Regions from separate parts of the Zea mays genome. Here region 2 is linked to region 1. The links are chromatin contacts, called in public Hi-C maps. All regions are on one chromosome and are shown on one strand. Each heading gives the region's core, a stretch centred on a gene start, on an enhancer-like site or on the middle of the called end of the contact. The rest is flanking DNA. Distances are from core to core; before and after follow the strand shown. Region 1 overlaps LOC100274309 (Double-stranded RNA-binding protein 2). Region 2 overlaps LOC100192558.

The links. A called contact is a pair of places that touch in the nucleus more often than the background predicts.
Region 2: a contact with region 1 is called in a Hi-C map of ear, with 2.3 times the contacts expected there. The contact joins two enhancer-like sites. A contact is called at or near these places in 3 of 25 Hi-C or Micro-C datasets (ear, endosperm and tassel).

The regions. Positions count from the first base shown.
Region 1 is chr1:236,025,687-236,029,865 of Zm-B73-REFERENCE-NAM-5.0, forward strand. LOC100274309 (Double-stranded RNA-binding protein 2) reads left to right here. Exons shown (of 3, transcript NM_001148672.1): 3 at 123-1,496. The coding sequence ends at 1,204. Among protein-coding and RNA genes, the nearest start is that of LOC100274309, 6.2 kb to the left of the region's middle. Within about 2 kb of position 2,810, at least 16 of the 20 cell types and tissues checked have an H3K27ac peak or open chromatin away from gene starts, as enhancers often do. A contact at or near this core is called in ear, where this site is marked.
Region 2 is chr1:236,466,170-236,470,612 of Zm-B73-REFERENCE-NAM-5.0, forward strand. It overlaps LOC100192558, which reads right to left. Exons shown (of 22, transcript NM_001365537.1): 21 at 3,944-4,045; 22 at 3,315-3,695. The coding sequence ends at 3,600. Among protein-coding and RNA genes, the nearest start is that of LOC100192558, 14 kb to the right of the region's middle. Within about 2 kb of position 3,077, at least 11 of the 20 cell types and tissues checked have an H3K27ac peak or open chromatin away from gene starts, as enhancers often do. A contact at or near this core is called in ear, where this site is marked.

The DNA of each region.
Region 1 (4,179 bases), core at 1,560-4,059:
CATTATGCCTGTTTCTGTTTTGTGTCTTTAAAAGAAGTGAAGTATGATCGGCAACATCTTGTGATGTCATTCTCTATTTATACACTGACACCTTCTCATACTGTTTCATATCTCTGCAACAGTGGTACGCGAGGAAGTGAATTCATCCAATGAGACAGAAAACAGTGATGAGCAGGAGCAGATCAGGATTGCCCGAGCCCTCCTCAACTATCGCTTGAAGGAGAAGATGGCGATGGCCAATTATCCTCATGTTTCACCATTCCCTAAGAAATTTCCCATGCAGCCAGAGAGGAAGCCTTCTTTTGGTCAATCTTCTCAGTCCAGCTACTCAAAGATTCTCCCTCTATTCCGCCCTAAATCTAACTCAAGATCCAGACCAGAGTCACCAGCATCTACTGATGGCGCATCACAAATGCCTGGCCGGGCCATGGATATCCACACTCCAAGCCCAAGATCAAGATTTCCAGCTGCAGAGGCAGCCCCCTACGTGCCAGTTGGGCACTTCCGTATGCCTTGCCACAGCATGGCTCCTTCAGTCACAATTAGGACTGCTGTTCCTGTGTTCTCTGCTCCACCTCTCCCACCGCCGTCTGCACGCCCGCAGCAGCTTCCTCCACTCATGAGCCACCCACCACCGATTCGGATGGCATCCCCAGTTCGCATGAGGCCAGCCTCTCCAATGTTTGCCTCCTCAGCTCCAGCTCAAGGGCCGAAACTTGTGAGGCCTGTTCAATTGAAGGATGTGCAAGATCAACCAAGGAAGGAAACAGCTCCATCCGTGATCCCTGTTCAGGTAAAGGACGTGCAATACCAATCAAGGAAGAGCTCAATGTCTCCTGTGATTCCTGTCGTGGTAAAGGATGCACAACGCCAGCCTCTCCCAGTTCAGACGAAGGATGTGCAAACCCAAACCCAAGCCCCAAAGGAATCACTTGCAGATCCAATTCCAGCAATCAGGCCTGCAGTCAAGATTGATTTGCCTGCTCAAGGCAAGAAGGAAGCTTCAGCTGGTGCTACCAGCGAAGCGCCATCTTCTGCCACTGGCAATAATGGTGCTATGGAACGCGGTACATCATCAGACGTTCTCTTGGCAAGGCGATCAAGGGCTGCTGTGGACGGGGATGGCGACAAGGTGGAAGCAAAGCACGAGGCCGAGGCTCAAGCGGTGGCAGAGGCAGCCATCAGGCAGCTGGAGATCAATTGACTTCAGAAAATGCGCGCCACCATCTTCTCCCAGATTTTGTAATTAGCTGCCTTGCCTCCTGTGCACATTCCGTTCTGCTTAGTCCGTGTATGTCTTGTTCCGGTTAGGGCTGTCTGGGCAAGCTGCATTGTGGTAGGAACACCTAGGTTTTCTGTTGAGGAGAAAAAAACATGGAGTGGTGGTAGGCGGTTTGCCCAGTGTTTAGTTGGAGACGGTTATTACTTCGCTGGATATGCAATTGGTCTGCTTTTACCCCCGAATGATGAGGTGGACTGCGAGGTGCCTCTAAGGGAAGGATTCTGAATTCCTAGTTATTGTCGAACCGCCGTAATCCTATCCAGCTTCTTTTTTACTAGTAGTACTACAATGCAAATGATGATGCATTGGTGGTTGGTGTATGATGAAAAGTGGAGATGGGTTTTTATGCCGCTTTTCGTCCTGGCTACTACAGTATGATGAAAAGAGAAATCGTTGGATGAACAAAAGACTGGTTGGTAGATTTCTGTTGCGCGTCATCCTTGTGGGTAATCTGAACCACTTCCGTATGGATTTTGGCCGTGACGTTGTCCGGTCCAGCCCTTGGCAACTGAGCCTTGGGGGTTGGGACCACGCCTATCGCTCTCGCTTCGCTCGTCATGTGCTTTACACATCTCGTCGTCGTCCGAAAGAGTTACACAGAAAAACCGAAGGGTTTGGTCGCACTAGAAACTAACTAGAAATTGGTTGCTGCTGGGTCGTGACCACATACCAGACACTTGGCTCCGTCCAAAAGCCAGCCACGGCTGATGAATTGATGATGATACGATCAGAACCGCATCTCCGCTCCTTTTTTTTCTCCCTAGGAAAGAACAAAAGGGCGATCAGAAGGCAGGATCGCAGCTGCACTGCGCTGCGAGGCAGGGCCAGGCTGCATGCCGAGCATGTGTGCGGCCTGATCGCACAATGATGGACAAATGCTCGCCTGTGGCGCCTGCCGCCGCGGTTCCTGCCCATTTTGACCTGCCTACAGCGTGCTGACCCGACCCCCAGCGCAACAAGCCAAGCGAGGCCACAGGAAACACTCATCGTCGCGGCATTGCCGTTGCCGTCAAGTGGAAACTGCCGTCTTGGCCGCTGGCCGCGTACAAATTAAACATGTCCGCTTGCCGTTCTGCTGCACTGCACACTCTGGCCGGTGGTCTGGCCGAAACAGAGAAGAGATGAATAGAGAGAAACAGAGGAGGGGTAGACAACGGGCCACGGCACAGCCGCACAGCAACTAGTACGACGTGCCAGTACAGCGGCCATGACATGAATGCCACTCTGGTCGAGGCAGAGCCGCAGAGGCGTCTAGCGTAGGGGCTGCCCCCTGCCTGCTTCAGTGGACAGTGGTTCGTCTGACCGGCAAGCAATTCTCGCAATGAATTTCGATGGACGAGGGGGGGGGGGGGGGGGGGGGTGGGGGGGTCGGCGGCGGCGAGTAGCGTGGAGCCATGGACGGATAGGGGCGGGCGAGCCAGCAAGGAGGGAAGGCAGTGTCTCTCAGATGCGAGGAGGGAGAGAAGCCGGACGCGCGCCATCGTTTTCTTGCCTGCTGTGCCCGACAGAGGCGGCAATTATTGGAGGGGCGGCAGAGGCAGGCAGCTGAGCTAGCCGCACCATAGATGCGCAGCGCAGCATGCCGTGGACGGCCCAGCCAACAGGTGGCGCCGATTTATGGCGCACTGATGGCGTCCAAACGTGGAGTTTATTGCGGCCTCGCCATCGCGTTCGCGTCCCGGTCTCGCTCGCCTCGAGATTGGCGTGGGCTACCAAGAACAGAGAGAGAACAGAATCAGCACCGGCACTAGCCCGTGAGACACGAGTTGCAAGAATGCGTTTCTGTTCTTCGATGCCTCGAATCCGCGGCAGCTAGCGTCCGTCGACTAGCCTATTCCCAGCGCGAGTTTCACTGCATCGTTTACAGGAATGCCACGTCAACTTTTTTCCTATCAAAACCGTGAGGTTTATCTAAAATAAATTCTCATCTCCCATAAACTCTCTCTCTCTATCTCTCTTTTATTAAATCATTGTCATGTCACCATACTTTTTATTGGGGGGGGGGGGGGGGGGTTTATTGAAGATTAAACTCAGATGAAGTCACCATTGGAAATATCTTTATAACAATCACAATACAAGTTTAAGTTATCTCCAGCAGCTACCGAATGTGGTTGTGCATGCGTTGAACACCAAAAGTGACGGTCCGGCCTTAGAACTCGGATAGTCCGTGCCCCCACGATCAGATTGACTCGAGCGATTATCCTTATCTCGTGCGTGATTATCTATCTAATCATGTTGGATCTGTTGGTTATCGCCTAGGAACAAGTCCAGAACTCTCCCTATATATATGAAAGGGTACGACCGATTGAGAACCCCGAACACATTCTAATCGAAACAATATATTTACCTGCATTTATCTTTCATGCCTTAGGAGTAGACATAGCGTAGCCTTAGCTTAGATCTATTTGTGGCCTAGCACAACCATCTCTCTTCGACTCTACGTCGACCAGAGACGTCCCGGGTGGCCTGCCGATCGCGGGACACGCCTTGGAACTCTCCTCCTCAACGGGATCTCTCCCTAGGGCGAGTTCTAGGGTTCTTTGTGGAGAAGACCATCTACGCCATCGCGGACCATTCGTCCCAGAGCGCGGACCATACGGTCAGCGCGCAGGGAAGACCCGCTCCCGCAGCGGGATCGTGGACCGTCGGTCCCGTGCTATGGACCGTCCGCGCTGCCCCTGGGAGCGTCGTTAGGCAGCCTAATGACCTGTCACGGCCTGCCGCCGCTGTCCACCTCACAGAGCCGAACTCTAGGTATTGATCATCACGAGAAGGCCCTAGACTTCGTTGTTGTTTGGTCCCAAATAGATGGTGGCCATCACAGAGGTGACTCAGTACTCTAAAGATCTTCAATTTTATTCGACCCTACATCATCTAAAGGTGTCAAGTACAGACAT
Region 2 (4,443 bases), core at 1,827-4,326, 440 kb after region 1:
TTGTCTGGACATTATAATGACTTAATAATTCTGGAATGACTGAACCAATAGCATAAAAATGTCTGAGAAAACACCTAAAATGATTGAAAACAATAAATAACTTAATATTTTCTAAAAAATGACTTAATGTTGATTGGAATAACTTAATGTGGATAGGAAACGAGCCATGCGGGGGTGGAGCCATTCGGGGCATGAGCCGTGTGGAGCCGAGCCACACGAGTCGAAGTCATGCGAGGGGCGGAGCCGAGCGGTCGGACGCGCGCGCACCAGCATGGTCCAAGTGATGGACCGTTGGATCCATCACACTAGATGATAATAGAGTATATATATAGTTTGTATATTTGGAGCTCTGGGCTTTCAATAACTAGAGGAAGCCCTGGCTCAACGGCGCCATAATACCTTCACCGTTGTACTATAATTAGTCTCAGTATATCATAAACTGTTTCTAACGAGCCTACATGTATAGTTGTTGATGAGATCCTATATTTATTGACGAAATTAAGCATTTAAATCATTTTTTTGTTTTCATGCATGCCAATCCATTTCCTTTTCAATGCACATTCTTGGCATCCTAAATTTATGGTTATGCAGCAGGAAACATATTTTTTATGCGGTATATTACATTGCATAAATATCTATACCGTGTAACATAATTAGTATCAGTATATGTCATAAACTGGTTTCAACGATCCTAGCTATGGCTGTTGTAGAGATCCTACTTTTGTGAACGAAATAAATCATTTAAATCAGATTTTTTGTTTTCATGCATGCCAATCTATTTACTTTCAACACATATTTTTGTCATCCTAAATTTATGGGCATGTAGTAGTAAACAGACTTTTTACGCGGTGTACCACAATGCATAAATATCTACACCGAGTAGCATAATTAGTATAGGTATATGTCATAAACTGGTTTGAACGAGCCTAGCTGCATTGTTGTTAGAGAGATTCTATATTTATAGGGGAAATAAAGTATTTAAATCAGATTTTTTTGTTTTTATGCATGTTAATCCAGTTTCTCTCGACGCACATTCTAATGCTCTTAGGCCTTGTTCGTTTGTGTCGGATTGCACCCGAAATCGTTCCAGTTAATCAAAGTTTATATAAATTAGAGAAGCAATCCGGTTAAGAATCGTTCCGATCCACCAATCCGGCACAAACGAACAAGGCCTTAGAACATGTTCGGTTCCTACGGAACAGTGACCCTGAAGGATTCCAGAACGAATTATTCGGTTCCTACGGAACGGTGACCCTGAAGGATTCCAGACCGAATTACTTGGCTAATTAATATAAGTATTGATGAGCTGGAATGAATGCTGGTTGCATTTCGAAACAACCGAACAGGCCCTTAGGTGGCTCCGACTCAGGCTCATTTCTAAAGCCCTCCCAAACAGCGCCACAAAAACAGCTCTGGCTGAAGAGCTGAAGCCGGTCTGTACTGAGGAGCCGGAGCCCCAAAAGGTAGCTCCACCTCCGTCGTTGTTCCTTGTGTAGCCAGACGCGTACAACAATTAGTATGTGGCAGTTGTAGCAACAATCAAGTAAGCAGCATCTGGCAGGAAGCAGCAAGTAGTAGTGTTTTAGGAGCTGCCATGTTCTATGAAGTAGCAGCGAGCAGCGTTTAGCAAGTAGCGGCAAGTAGTGACGGGTTTATGCATTAAGTTCAGCAAGCAGCAAGTTCGGCAATAGCAGTAGAGACGTTTTGCCAAACGATTTATAAAAATGTATTGGCTTTTGCAGAGAAGCTACTCTTTTGGAAAAGTTGGAGCCAGAGCCATTTTTTAAAGAAGCCGGAGCCCTCCCAAACAGAGCCAAAGTCTCTATAAGAAACCATAACAGGTAAAAAGTGAACCATTATTCCCTTATCTAAGGTTCGAAGACAGGGGGTAAAGGGACTATTAATGACTAGTCCCACCGTCCCTATCACATTGGTCTTATTCGGTTATTTTCAATCCATATGGATTGGGGGATTGATACGGATTGAGAGAGATTTTGACTTACTAGGAATTGAAACCCCCTCAATCCCCCTCAATCCATATGGATTGGGGTAGAACCGAACAAGCCCTTAGCACGCTGGCCGAAACCTTAGAACCAAGGTTGCGAGCCTGATTTGATGGCAAAAATTTAGTTGCTAAGTCTTAGGCAAGTTAAGATTTTTGGTGGCCATTTGGTTTAGTATTAAAGTTTATCAATATTTTATAGTTGGTATGTCAAATCTATAGCAAATACTTTTGCTAAGTTTTGGCAACTTTTTGTTGCCAAATTTTGGACATGACAAATTTGGTAGTCAACCAATCCTACCCCGAGCGACTTAGAAGTTGTTTGGTTCCACCGCTACCTATCACATCAAATGTTTAATTGACAATTACGAGCATTAAATATAGTCCAATCATAAAAATAATTAAACATACATACTACTCCCTCCGTGTTTTTTTATTTGTCGCTGGATAGTGTAATTTTGCACTATCCAGCGACAAATAAAAAGAAACGGAGGGAGTACATGATAAGACAACTTTATTAAGTCTAATTAAGCATATACTCCCTCCGTTCTAATTTATAAATTCATTTTTTATTCTTGTCCCATAATATAAAATGTGCCCTCTCTAATATACATATATCGATACAGTAGTATAAATAGAATTAAATATATTTTTTAGTTTTTAAACCAAGGGTGTTACAGCTTATATATGCTTATATATTGAGAAGGATGAGTATTTAATACTCGTAAAAATTCGATTTGACACGGAACTTTGGCCTGAGAACCAAACGCCCCCTTACACTTCGCCATCAAAAGCGCGACTGGCACATCAAAAAGCGAGTCGGGCCGTTGAGCCGTCATATCGGCGGCTCAAGCACTGAGGCACAACACAGCGTGTCGAACAATGGACATTTATATCCCAGATAAATGCCGATGCTACCACAAGCATAAACACAGTGCGCCCGAGCCCGATGATGCAGCGACGATGACACCATCGAATTAACATGATGTCCTGGTAGGACTAGGGAGCGAGGACCCAGGAGATAGATACCAAGCTCCACACTACTGGTTGATGCTTTTGGTTCAATCGATCTGAGCACCCATGAGGCCATGATCACTGCAATTTTGGTTGGTGATCCTTTCACTTCAACGTGGTGTGTGTCTGGGTGGTTGGGGGGGGGGGGGGGGGGGGGGGGGGGGGGGGGGGGGGGGGGGGGTGGGGGGGACCGCGAGTCCTCAAATACAGCCATTACTCTGCTGGTCAATGCATAGTTAATGGTTTGCTTGCTGTTAGATCCGACCATCTGACGTCATTCGGTCAGAAGAGACGGCATGGTAGAATACACTTTTTCTTTCCGTTTTTGCCGTGGTGATAAGATGCCAAAGAATGAGGGGGCTTTTATCATGGATTGCTATCATCATTACAACACAATACCTGAGCAGTCGGCAAGAAGAGAATGTACAACGGTTGCAATGGATCCCCCACTTTTGCGGTGAGGCAATAAAATGGGCATCTGGGCTAGGGTTGCCGATTGTGTCGGCAGCAAGGAATGGGGATTCAGCCTTTTTTTTTTGTCTTTTGGTGTACTTGGCTTTAAAAAATGAGGTCAGTTGGGGTCCTAGCACTCGTCTATGGACACTGCCTTGGAGGCATCCAGGTAATTCAGTCGGCAGGTACCTAGGAGGAATTCCGGGAGTTCTTCATTTGTGTTTCCCTGCATGAGGCAAATAATGAATTTAAAGCATGTACTAAGTGATAGTAGAAAGAAATATAAATCTTCTGTGATCTCTGCGGACGTATGCTCAACTTTAAGGCAATTTTAATGTGAACATGCGTTTTGTGAATAAGCTAGATGCACGATTGTCTTAAATCTTCTGTGATCTTTACAGATGTATGCTCAATCTTGAGGAAATTTCATATGAACAGGGGTTTTGTGAATTAGCTAGATACACGATTGGATACCTGTACCAAGAAGGCCATTTCGATCACAAGATTGTTCAAGTAGCCAAGCACTAGGCTCACCACACCTCGTGCCACCGTTGATGAACCAATATCAACTCCAAGCTGGAAAATTACAGGCAAAGCTGTTCAGAGCTGAATATACCTTCTGGGGTCGCAGAAAACTTATTTGTGTTGTAACATGCAACGTTGTCAGAAAAGTAAGTTTAAATCCAACAGATATGTAACAAGTCAAAGGCAACCTCTAGAATATTTGTTGTCCTTATCACAGATTTTGCTTTGCAGATATAACATGAAATAATAACAAAAAATGCATAATAGTGGTAAAAAGGAATGCAAGCTGACATTACTTTTGCAATTGTACACTATGCAGAGAGAAATATAATCATAACAAGTCAAATTAACTGCTAGAAATCCAGTAGGAACAAAAACACACGGCAAGGCTGCATTTGGATGATAAAACATAGTAGAATGTTACAAGAGAAGCTAACAGATGACATGCT